4 separate regions of the Mus musculus genome follow, and all the other regions are linked to region 4. A link is a contact called in public Hi-C and promoter capture Hi-C data. All regions are on one chromosome and are shown on one strand. Each heading gives the region's core, a stretch centred on a gene start, on an enhancer-like site or on the middle of the called end of the contact. The rest is flanking DNA. Distances are from core to core; before and after follow the strand shown.

The links. Promoter capture Hi-C pulls out the DNA fragments that hold promoters and counts their contacts. A called contact is a pair of places that touch in the nucleus more often than the background predicts. Capture Hi-C pulls out chosen DNA fragments and counts their contacts.
Region 1: a Hi-C map of B cells shows a contact between it and region 4, with 8 read pairs. The contact joins the promoter of Plpbp here to the promoter of Hgsnat in region 4. A contact is called at or near these places in 5 of 39 promoter capture datasets (3T3-L1-derived adipocytes, hematopoietic stem and progenitor cells, hippocampal neurons and 1 more), 1 of 484 Hi-C or Micro-C datasets (B cells), 2 of 115 datasets of contacts at active chromatin or transcription factors (embryonic stem cells and extraembryonic endoderm stem cells) and 1 of 9 other capture datasets (adipose tissue).
Region 2: a contact with region 4 is called in a promoter capture Hi-C map of neutrophils, with 4 times the contacts expected there. The contact joins the promoter of Brf2 here to the promoter of Hgsnat in region 4. A contact is called at or near these places in 3 of 39 promoter capture datasets (liver, neutrophils and pre-B cells).
Region 3: a promoter capture Hi-C map of liver shows a contact between it and region 4, with 2.4 times the contacts expected there. The contact joins the promoter of Erlin2 here to the promoter of Hgsnat in region 4. A contact is called at or near these places in 13 of 39 promoter capture datasets (the 3T3-L1 cell line, 3T3-L1-derived adipocytes, the C10 cell line and 8 more), 1 of 15 datasets of contacts at CTCF or cohesin (large pre-B cells), 5 of 115 datasets of contacts at active chromatin or transcription factors (acute myeloid leukemia, astrocytes, bone marrow-derived macrophages and 2 more) and 3 of 9 other capture datasets (embryonic stem cells, liver and macrophages).

Annotation. Positions count from the first base shown.
Region 1 is chr8:27,040,972-27,043,994 of GRCm38.p6, forward strand. Plpbp (pyridoxal phosphate binding protein) reads left to right here and starts at 1,584. Exons shown (of 8, transcript NM_054057.4): 1 at 1,584-1,742. The coding sequence starts at 1,644.
Region 2 is chr8:27,127,356-27,130,256 of GRCm38.p6, forward strand. It overlaps Brf2 (BRF2, RNA polymerase III transcription initiation factor 50kDa subunit), which reads right to left and starts at 1,277. Exons shown (of 4, transcript NM_025686.2): 1 at 1,066-1,277; 2 at 105-164. The coding sequence starts at 1,219.
Region 3 is chr8:27,022,368-27,025,345 of GRCm38.p6, forward strand. Erlin2 (ER lipid raft associated 2) reads left to right here and starts at 1,452. Exons shown (of 12, transcript NM_153592.3): 1 at 1,452-1,539; 2 at 2,690-2,811. The coding sequence starts at 2,705.
Region 4 is chr8:25,975,391-25,978,090 of GRCm38.p6, forward strand. It overlaps Hgsnat (heparan-alpha-glucosaminide N-acetyltransferase), which reads right to left and starts at 1,354. Exons shown (of 18, transcript NM_029884.1): 1 at 1,135-1,354. The coding sequence starts at 1,321.

The DNA of each region.
Region 1 (3,023 bases), core at 334-2,833, 1.1 Mb after region 4:
CTACCCTCTGGCTCTTAGTTTTGTTTTGTTTTTTTCCATATCCCCCCCCTCTTCCAAGAGGTTCTTTGAACCTTGAAGGAGGTAGCACAGATGCTCTGATAGGGTTCAATAGTCATTTATTTTGAGCACTTTGACCAGTTGTGACTCTGTTAATCATTATCCATTGTAACACAAACAGCTTCTTTATCCAAGGCTGAGGTCAGCACTAACCTGTGGATATAAATATTCTGAAGACAGTTTGCTGCCATGTCCATTTAGCAAAACAGTAGTAGTAGGTTCTGTGTGTGTTTATGTATATGTGCAGATAGGTAGGTAGGTAGGTAGGTAGGTAGGTAGGTAGATAGATAGATAGATAGATAGATAGATAGATAGATAGATAGATAGAGGCCCCACCCTAAATCTGTAGTATTTATAGGTCTCATTTTTACATCTGTGTACATATGTATGTATACATCCTTGTGCATGCGCACATGCTCAGACACCCTGGCATTCATGTGGAGATCTGCAGGAGTCTGCTTTCTCCTTCCACCATATGACTTTGGACAGCAAGCGCCTCTGACCCCTGACCTGTCTTATCACCTTCAATTTTTTGAAGCAGAGCATCTCTTTGACTTCACGTCCATCCCAGCCTTCACGAACCCTTTAAACTTGACCCACTTATTCCTGACTAGTACTTCCCAACTGCAGCTCCACAGCCAGCTTCTCATTAGGCTCACTCTGTAACAGCCTTCTGGGCCCTTTCAGGTTTTGGGGTTTTTTTCACTGTGGTGACAGCAGTATATGAAGAGGCATTTACCTTCAATATCATTACTCCTAAAGTCTGGGAATGGAGAGAGAGCACTTACTGCTCTTATAGAGGTTCAGAACCCAGCACCCATCTATCCACTCATCAGTTCCAGAGAGTTCTATGCCCTCCTCTGACCTCTGTGGCAGTTCACAGACTTAACGTTCAGGGGAAACACCCACACAACAAAAATATAAATAAAAATATTTAAATTAAAAGGGGGCTGGAGAGATGGATCAGTAGTCAAGTGCACCTGTTGCTCTTGCAAAGGACCAGAATTCTGTCCCCAGCACACATGATGGCTCACAACCATCAGGTCGAGATCCAAAACTCTCCTGGCCATGGCACCACAGATACGACGGTGCATGCACATACATACATGAGGACAAAACAAATCAACGCACATAAAATAAATATTTTAAAAAAGAAATAATAGCTGGGCAGTGGTGGCACACGCCTTTAGACCCAGCACTTGGGATTTCAAGGCCACCCTGATCTAGAGAATGAGTTCCAGGACAGCCAGGACACAGAGAAGCCCTGTCTCGAAAGAAATTTAAAAATGGGAAGGAGAGGGGAGGGAAGGGAAAGGAAAAGAAGAAAGGAAAAAGGAAAGGAACGGAACGGATGAATGAAAGTTACTTTAATGTCTTGGTTTATACCGGCCCGCCCAGCCCTTGAACTCCCTAGGAGGCTTTCAGTCCGGGTAACCTCCGCCTTCCCCAAGATGGCGCCCGCCTGGGTGGCCAACCTCCGCTGGGGAAGTGGCTGGATGGTGAGCGGCGATTGGACCTCTCAGGAAGGGGGCGGGACCGGAAGGTGGGCTCGGTGAGTCGCGGGTCCTCCGGGCATCCTCTTGGGAATGTTGAGAGGTGGCAGCATGACGGCGGAGCTGGGAGTCGGGTTCGCGCTGCGGGCCGTGAACGAGCGAGTCCAGCAGAGTGTGGCGCGGCGGCCGCGGGTGAGGACCGGCGGAAGGGCACTGGGGAGGGCTGGAAGGGGGACACCTACGTGGGACGAGGTGTCACGGTGACGCAGAAGGGGCTCCCGGAGGGGCGGGGGCTGCAGAGGGGATCGCTGGGTTTCCATGGCGGTCGGTCTGGCCTTGAGGATCGGGACTTGCCGGGAGGTTGGCTTGGTTGGAGAAAGGTGTTCATTTAGGGCAAGTGACTCGTATCCAGGCGTCTCGCCATTCGTCATTGCCCTCGGTACCACCACGCCATTCGTCACCACGGTACTAGAGCCCTGGGAGGGCCGTGTCCACCCGCGATCACGTGCGTTGCGGCGGCCGCGAGCCGTGGTCTAGCTGCGCGTGAACTTGACACACACAGAGCGGGCGGGAGCTGTCAGGTGCCCTGTCACAAGCGTTTGTTATTTTCGTATGGTTGTTATGTCCCCCATTGGACTTCTAGACCGGTGCCAGTATCTGCTTTTCTCCATGCAAATTAAGCTACGTTATGTGAAGTGAGACAGAAAAAAAAAAAAAATCAAACACCTTTCCTTTCTGATCTAGTGTTCATGGTCTGAGATTTCAAAATGATGCCTGAAAACCGAAGGCTGAATTAACATAGTCTTCTCTTACCTGATGTCTGGGCATGTCCAGTTAACTACTCTAGCCCTAGCTAGGGTTCCTCACAGGGGAAGGAAATTAAGAGAGCCTTGGGAGTTCCTACCACCTTCCTGGTACCGGAGTTCTCGGGATTTCCCTAATGCAGCCCGCCTCGGGAGTTAGGCCTGCTTGACCGATTTGTCTCTGGAAGCCTCCAGTTAGTTCATCATCACACTAGGAATTAGACACAGTCAGTCCCTCAGAAGGAGGCAGCAGGAGACCGTGTGGTAATTGATGTGACGTCTCCAAGTCCTTGAGAGCACTGTGGTTCTGTGACAGTCTCAGAAACGGTGGGGTAGACGTAAGGAAAGCAGGGAAACCCTTCATTTTATGTAATGGATGTGAGGAGACTTTGCGTGAATCTAATCCTGAACACTGAGTTGTGGGTGTCTCGTTGTCAACTCTGCTGACTGTTGGTTGATTCATAGACTGAACAAGGCAGTGTATGTCTTTATCTCAATTGAGCCTCTTCCAGGGTGAGTGGAAGCGTTATTAATAATTACATCAGGACCAAAATGAGTTTCTAAACTATTTACCTTCGTGTATCAGAAGCCAGAAGTGACCTCCCTGCTAAACAGGATGTTGCCTTCCCTTCATGAAGGATGCTGCTGGGTTTTGTTTTACTTTGTTTGT
Region 2 (2,901 bases), core at 27-2,526, 1.2 Mb after region 4:
ATACATGCAGTAAGAACACCCATACACATAATATCAAAACATTAAACAGTGACATAAATAAAAGCAAAGCTGAAATTTAAGGGGGAAAAAAGTTTGATTCTCACCTCGTTGCTGGCAGCGACTAACTTGTTCGTTTTCCCCAGTGCTTCGAGAATATGTCACTTCTGTAAAATAGCAAACAACAAATTACCCAGCTGGCCTTCGTTCACCTCCTCCTTGCCCTCTGACTGCATAAGGCCAGGGAGATTTCAAATGACTGTGTATCTACTTCTACCTCAGAGAAGATACCCATCTATGTAAAAGTAATAGGACAGAACTGTATTTTTAAAAGCTGCACTGGCAATTCTGATTTTCCAATAATTTCTCTGATACATTCACTTTTGAGGGCTGCATTAGCCAAGGGCTAGAGCAGTGGTTCTCAACCTTCCTAATGCTGCCACCCTTTAATACAGTTCCTCACGTTGTGGTGACCCCCAACCTTAACATTATTTTCGTTGCTACTTCATAACTGTAATTTTGTAATGGTTACACGAAGATTGCATTAGCTACAGAAAAAAAAGAGAATTATGAATTGCATTATGAATCATAATGTAAACCGCCTATATGCAGGATGGTCTTAGGGGACTCCTGTGAAAGATTCTGTGGACACCACGGCGGTCACCACCCACCGGTTGAGAACCGCTGTACTAGAGCAATGGCGTGGAACGCAGAGGAGAGCAAGTTGCCAATTAGTGCTAAAACCTGCTAGGAGATGATGGTTCGTGTTGTTATTTTCAAATAATTTACCGGCACTCCTTCAACACTGACTAGGTCTGACAAGACGAATGAAACCTTTATCGTTTCGTTCATTCACCAACCAATATACCCACCCAATGCCAGACACCGTTGTAGGTACTGGGAAATCAGATGGATCGCACCCTCCTCCAGCTCATCTGTTTACTTAAGCCCAATTCTCTCACATTTAACTGTGCGCATGGCCAAGAAAGGGAGGAGGCTGGAAAGAGGGAGCTGGGTTTAAGGACTCCACCGCCCAAGGCTGGCGATCCCCGGGTTCAAGACCAGTACCCCTGAAGTTGCCCTCGTCGCTAAAGGTGGTAGTTAGGACCCCTTCGGTGACCACGCAGCCGCAGTCGGAGCACACCAGCTGGCTCTGAGAATAATGCGAATCTTCCACGAGCTCGGAGGAGCCGCAATCCGGGCAGCGGCTTCCGTTCGGCATCTCGTCGGTCGGTCCAGGGCTGCGGTACCGCCGTCAGGCACAAACTCCCAGAGAACTTGTAACTGGGCAGCGGCAATAAAGTGGAGGGGCGCTTATTCCGGATGCACCATCCTCCTCCGGCCAGCTGGCCAATCGGCTGGCAGTTTGCTCCTCCCCTCGGCAGTACGCCACTTCCGATCCCTTCTGTGGACTCGGGTAGAAACCTGAGTTAGAAAGGGAGGTTCCTGGATTTAACTGTTTCTCAGGCTCTCTGGGTTTTTGTGGTTAGGCCACGTGGGGAGTTGACACAAACCACAGATGTGGAATTGTTGTCTGCAAAACACTATTTTTTAAAATATATTATCCAATTTATAATTTATTTTTTAGCCTATCATGCTTATGTAGCCCAGGCTGACCTAAAATACTGATCCTCCTGCCTCTGCCTACTACATGCTGGGATTACAGGCTTGTATTACCATGCCTGATTTAACTCCCTTCAAAAAAGTGGAACCAGTTTTTTCCTTTCTATGTAGTAAGGAACGTTAAGTTTGACCGTAGTAGAAAATAGATCACTCTGCAGTGAGAGAGCAGTAAATTGTGTTGTACTCTACGGACCTCCCCACACTAAGTTGCCGTCTCTCTTTCAAAGTCTCTCTTGTTGTTGTTGTTTTCCAACATATTTCTTTAATCCTAGCATTTAGGAGGTAGAGATTGAGCCAAGCCTGGTGTACATAATGAGTTCAGTCCAGTCAGAGCAACTTAATAAGAACATGTCTCTAAATAAATACAATAAGATGAACTAAAATCTTGAGTGGTAGATTTAAATATCTTCAGAGAATAGCATGAAAAACCATAGTTCTCTCCTCAAAGAGGATGTACAAGAGTTTATGCTAGAGCCAAAAAGGAGGACTTGAGCCCAGGAACAGATAGATACAAGTTTCTCCAAATAACACATAGAACTGTTAAGTGGTTACATGAAGATTGCATTAGATTTAGAACAAAGAGAGCCATATATCATACGATAGGGACCACTGGTAATAACATTACAGAATATGGGGAAACCCTTTCCATGGGTTTCAGATGCTATCTTCTGAATTGATGGAGGCTAGGAGTTGGTAAGAATGCATTTTAAATTGTCGGATTTTATTGTTGGTTTGATTTGGGTGTTTTGTTTTGTTTTGTACTTTAAGACAAGAGTCACTGTATATCTCTGGCTGTCTTGGAACTCATTATATATACCAGGATAGTCTTAAACTCACAGAAATCTGCCTCTCTCTACCTTCTGAGTGCTAGGATTAAAGACATTTGCTACTACATCTGGCCTTCAAACACACACATACACACACACACACACACACACACACCTCCTCTCTCCCCTTCAACTTTTGGCAAACTGGAAGCTACAGGCCGACTCAGACATGTTTAAAACCTTGAACTTTGAGCTATCCACGTGGCACGTGCCTTTAATTCTGACACTCAGAAGGCAGAGGCAGGCAGGTTTCTTTGAGTCCAAGGGCAATTTGATGTACAGAGTGAGTGCCTGGCCAGCTAGGGCTAGCTAGACCCTCTCTTAATTTTTTTTTAAGAGAGAAAAGGGGAAAACAATCTTGTATTGAACTTTAATATAACTCGCCTGTTGCCCCAGCACTTGGAAAGTAAAGGCAGGAAATCAAGAGTTAAAAGCAAGGGGCTGGAGAGATGCC
Region 3 (2,978 bases), core at 202-2,701, 1.0 Mb after region 4:
GTTTGTAAGGAGAAACAAACACTGAGACTCCAGATGACCTCAAACAGCTGTGGGAGGCTTTATTTATTGTCGGAGAGGTAGATTGTCTAGTTTGGACCACACTCTGACCAGGGCACAGGACCCAGTCACTCAGGAACCAGAGTCCAGGAGAAGGCAGGTCACATGCTTCAAGCCTCAGGTTTTGTAGCTAAGAATCGGGAAGTGGGAGGGGGATCTTTAGGGGCAGAATGGGGAGTTTGCTGGGTCCCTTAGACAAGCTGTTTTGAAACTACTTGGTCTGTTGTCTTCTTCTGCAGCCACTGGGTGTCTGGGATTGGGGGCAGCTGCTTTTCTTCTGCTGTCACCAAACATCTGGCTTCCCGGAACTTTGAATTCAGTTTCAGTGCCTTGGCTTTTGGGAGAAGACAAAGGGGTTCCTTTACTCTTCTTTTCCTGAGTCCTAAAATCGTCGGACATTGACCACTGGCCATCTACTGTACGGAAAAGCCTTTTCATGTACTAAAAGCAGGAGTTAAAGTGGGCACTTCCTGGCCTGCAAACAAAATGACTGCAGTGGCCGGTTTAGAAATTTCCTGCTAAAGAAGCAGATTGGGGATAGAGGACAGCCATAAAGCCCTTAGTTCCAGCCCCAGGACAAAACGGAGAAAAGGCCCAGTATGAATGTCCAAAGGTAACGCTATGGCAGGGTGAGGTCATGTGAGGGCTTTAGGCTAGGAAAAACGTTTTCTTCCTGGTCTGCTATACCCCCCCGGGGGGGGGGGGGTGCAGATGACAGACAAAAGCTCACCATGGCATGTGTTAAGCAAGACAGGAAGCCCGAACTATTAAGGAAATGCTAAGTTTTCAACAACTGCTGTTGACCTCAGCACTCACAGATTTCAGAATCCGTTCATTAAAAATCGGAACAATAATTCCTTGTTAATTACTTTATGTTGCTGTGGGGACCTCAAGGCCAAACAAAGCTCTCAGAAAAGTATAAAGGGCAACTCAGAGTAGGACTGTTGACTGGCGACGTCATAATCTGCACCTTTGAAAGTTTCCTTCGGCTAATGCAGCAGGAAAAGAAGCGAGCAGAAGGACAAGAACGCTGCATCGCATTGATCCCGGCTCCGGAAGAAGAAAAGAAATCCAGCTCGGACTTGAAGCGAAGGAGAATCTCTAGCAACCTCCGAAGCCAGCGCCTCGGAAGGTGATACCAGAGCCTTGGTGTCCGGAGCCCGCTCTGCCAGCCCTGGGCATCCTAAAACCCGCAAGCCTAGGTGCGCAGCCAGTGTGCCAGCTCGCGAGCGTCCCCTGGCGCCACCGCCGAACACTGCGGCTCGCAGCGCGAGGGGGCGGAGCGGCCGGACGAGCACAGGGGTGTGGTGTGGGCGGGGTCTTCTTTTTATTTATTTATTTTTTTTATTTTTTGCGCGCGCGCGGACTGATGGCGTCATCGAAGCGACTGGCCCGGAAGGAAGTAGGGTGCTGAGGGGTGTGGCGGTTTCTACGGTTGCACGGGGGTTCGGCTGTGTACGGAGCGCCTGGAGGGACAGCCTGGTACGCGGCCGCCGCCCCTCCGTGCACGCTCGGCATCGCTGAGGCTCGGGGGGTGGGCGCGGCTGGAGCTGACGTCCTGAGCCCCCTCAGCTCGCCCACCCGGGAGTCCAGTCCCCTGCCCACGGGTCCGAGCGGAAGCTCTCGGCCGTGTCTGCCTCGCGGAGGAGGGCGGGGAAAGGGCAAGAGGTGGCTTTGGGGTGGTAGTGAGGACATTTGCAGAGAGGACACTCCTGCTGCTCGGTAGCTGAAGGCCGCTACGGTAAAAAATAAGTAAATTAGTCAGACCTGAGAGGTGGACTCCGTGCCCTGTGCCCGGTGTGCACGTCCGTCACTGTAGTGTTTTCCAGATCCTTCAGGGTTCAGGAAATGAGTGTCTACATGTAACTCTGTGGCATCTGGGACCCTGGACATTTGGGGACATCCCACCCCACCCCACCCCACCCTCACTTCGGAGTAGTCCAGAGTCTCCAGCCTGAGACATTTCCAGTTTCCTATAACCATGGGGCTTGCGGGGGCAAAGGATATGGGAGAATGTGTTACAGTTTTACATAGAGATCTGTCCCGTTTAAGTCCAAAGGAACAACAGAGAAGGTGGAGGACAGATCAGAGAGAGAATCCTACGTCGGAACTCAGTTGCTTGCTCTTCTCTCTCTCCCTCCCTCCCTCTCTCTCTTCCCCCCCTCAGGGTCCTAAGGGAATGACTGGTGGTTTCCTTCGAAATGGCAGGCAATTAGAAGTAGGAGGCTCTGACCAGAAATACATAGCCACAGCTGCCTGTCATTTGACATCCTCTGTAATTTGGGCCAGCACCCTGCAGCTGCCTCTCTTCCTTACAAGTATAAATGGCTCTGTTGACAACATGTTAACGTGAAGGGGAGAGAAGGCTGTGTTTTGAACCTTGCCCAAATGGCACCAAATCTCTCTTAGGTATAGCTGTTTCTGGAGCTAATGCCCCCTTGCTTCAATGGGAATTATACTTCCACAGTTAAGGAACGGAATGTTGACTGAGAACAAGGACACAGTGAGTTGTAGATCTGGCAAGTAGTGTGTGTGTGTTACAGCAGGCTGCCCCAGAATCACTTTACGTGAGCTTCAGCTTGGTGGCTCTCCTGTACGTCAGGCTACACATTGTCCCATATCTTCTCTCTAGGATACAGGTTCACTGATGGCTCAGTTGGGAGCTGTTGTGGCCGTGGCTTCCAGTTTCTTTTGTGCATCTCTCTTCTCAGCTGTGCACAAGATAGAAGAGGGACATATTGGAGTATATTACAGGTAAGGCAGAGACAGATGGCTCCCTCACCGCTTATAAGGTGCACGCGTGTCTTTATTTAAGTCTATAAACTTAAAACTGCCTTTAGTATTTTAAGGTGCTGCTGATATGAATTTGTGGGTTTAAAAGCAAAATCTGAAGGAACCATTGCTCTTCCAAGATCATCTCT
Region 4 (2,700 bases), core at 104-2,603:
GCCTGGCCTGCATGTATGTATGTATGTATGTATGTATGTATGCATACCACATGAGTGCCTGGTACCCAAAGAAGCCAGAAGATGGCATCAGAACCCCTAGAACTTGAGTCATATGTGGTTGTGCCCTGACATGGGTAGGTGGTATCAAAGGGCAGCCAATTCTCTTAAGCTGGAGTCATCTATCCAGGCTACCTACCGTTCATTCTTGACAGTCTTCCTTTTCCAGTGAGAGTAACTCCCTGTGCAACTACTCTTCACCCTATACAACAGCATCCTTTCCTGGACAGAATGGCTGGATTTCTACTTCTTAGTCTTTAGTAGTATGTTTTACGCTTAGATTTGCCATGTGGGTTTTAGGCTCAGAAAGAGCTTGACATTGTTACTATATAATTTGGGAGCATGTAGAGTCCCTCAGGCCTAGCTGAACGTCAGAATTGCCCCCCCAGGAAGCTTCAAATAAGAGCAGCAGTGAAAAGTTCAAACACCCTGGCCAGACCCCAAACTCAGCAGGATTTTCTTTTAACTCTCTCCTCCCAAGGACGGGTTGTAATTGCAAATTGTAACTCACACCGTTCTTCGTGCTTTTTGCATTGTTTCAATGTCTTTTTTAAAGTTTGGAAGCTGAAGGGGTGTTCAACACAGGCACCACATTCCAATTTCTATACAGAAAAGGGGATGAGATGGATAGGAAAAAGGCAGGTGACATACCTTGCCAGGTGACAGGCCCTATCCCAAACAATGCATAAAGGTAAGGGGTGGGGGTTTGGGGTAGAAGTGGGTGTTCACTTGCCTCAGTCCTCGACCCAAACTATCCTCTCGATAGGAGTTTGTGAAATGGAGTTGCGGGACCCTATGAACCTTCAGACCTGAGTCAAGAGAAGTCCCAGAATTCCTATTTTTTCACCCTTCCCCCTGGTGAATTCGGAGACGGACAGAGCACCCAGCCCCAAGGTCCTTCAACTGAACCTGGGAAGCCAGACCCGGGTCGCGGCTCCTGCGACGCCGGCACTGCGGTCCACCCCAGCGTGGACCGGGCGCGACGCTCAAGTCCTGCGCCCCGCGGGCCGTGGGGAGGTCCGGGGCAGGCCCACGCACGGTCCCCGCTACCCCTAGCCGTGGGGGCCGCTCGCTCACCTGGCTCCGCCCGGCGGCCGGGGGCCAGCAGCGTGGCGCTCAGCACCGACCCGGCCAGCAGCAGCGCTGCCAGCGCCGGGCCCGCGCCCATGCCTCCCACAGCCTCTCTCCGGGAGTTGCGCTCTGTCCCCGCAGCCGAGCTGCGCTCTTCTGCCCGGCGCCTGCGCGAGCTCGACCCGCCCGTCATCGCCCGCTCCCGTGGCGTCACCGCTCCTGTCCCGCAGGGGATGGCGGGGAGAGGGCGGGGCCGCTCCCTCCTAGGCACGCCCCGCGGAAGCTTCCTAAGCCCCGCCCAGCTGGGAAAGCATGCGTCCAGCTAGTGTCCACCATAGGAGGGCAGCCAGGCTGTTTTCTACCCTCTGCACAGTGTTTCTGTCCCATCGGGAGAAAACCGCAAAAGAGTGGTCTTTGCTTTCCCAGTCATCCACTCCCTCACCATTCCCTGAACGTTCTAAATTCTTGCATCTTAGCCTTTCAACGTACAGATACGTGTTACTCACCTTCTAGGAGAGTCCTTAGTAAAAATGACTACAGAGCTTCCCCCTTACACGCACAAACTCTGGGCGTTCACTACCTAGAGTGAATGATACACCCCTTAAAAGGTCTCCTGTTTCTGGCCTTGCACAGGTTGCTGCCAGTCTGTGGAAGTTTAAGGTGTCCAGGGATGAGGACCTTATAAACCACACTGCTGTCTGTATTCCGGGAGAAACCATCACACGCGAAAGAGGGCAGGCATGATGTTTGTAATAAAATTGTAGTTGCAAAATCGTGTGGGCAATCTGAATGGCCGTCAACGAGACAGCATCGCGCCATGCAGCAGTGGAAATGAACAACAGATCTTCCCATTTCCACCTGTGAGAGGCTTCCATAGGATGATGAAGGGGAAACTGGTTGCACTTAGCTTTGTAATGAGTTTATTTACTTTTTTTGATGGACTCATTTACAAATTCAACTATGCAAAGAAACATACCAGCAACCTCATTTAAAGAATCACATTCTTTTGTTACTAAACACAACAGTGGTCAAAATTATAACGTATAGAATGGATCCCAAGATTTAATGGAAAAAAGAAAAAACAAAACAAAACACCCTGTGCTGAAAAGTTTCAGGTTCCAATGTCACTGAATCCAGTTCTGAACATGTTTCTTAATATTTCTTTGTAATGGATCCCCAGACTGGAGCACAACTGCCTTAGTGAAAGACCCATTCATGTTCTATAATCAGCATATAAAATGTAGCACCCACCAAAACTAAAACAAAGGCCTAAATCCATCAAAACCCATAGTTCTGGGAAAGTCTCTAAAGATAATAACCTTGGTTTTGGCTTTTGGCTAACTGTTCTTTTTAACTAGAGTATTGCAACACAGGGTATAGTGTTGTGCTAAAGAGTTCACCAGCTAATAAGGACTTCCTATTGGCTTAAACCCATATCCAAGTAGTCTTCTCTGGTGGACTCCCCCACAATATGTTAGAAATATGTTCTGGGTCACAAAGAAAGAGACCATCACTGCACCCGAAGTGTCTGGACAAGGCAAACTACTTTCCTCTCGATCAAGGGTGTGCTCT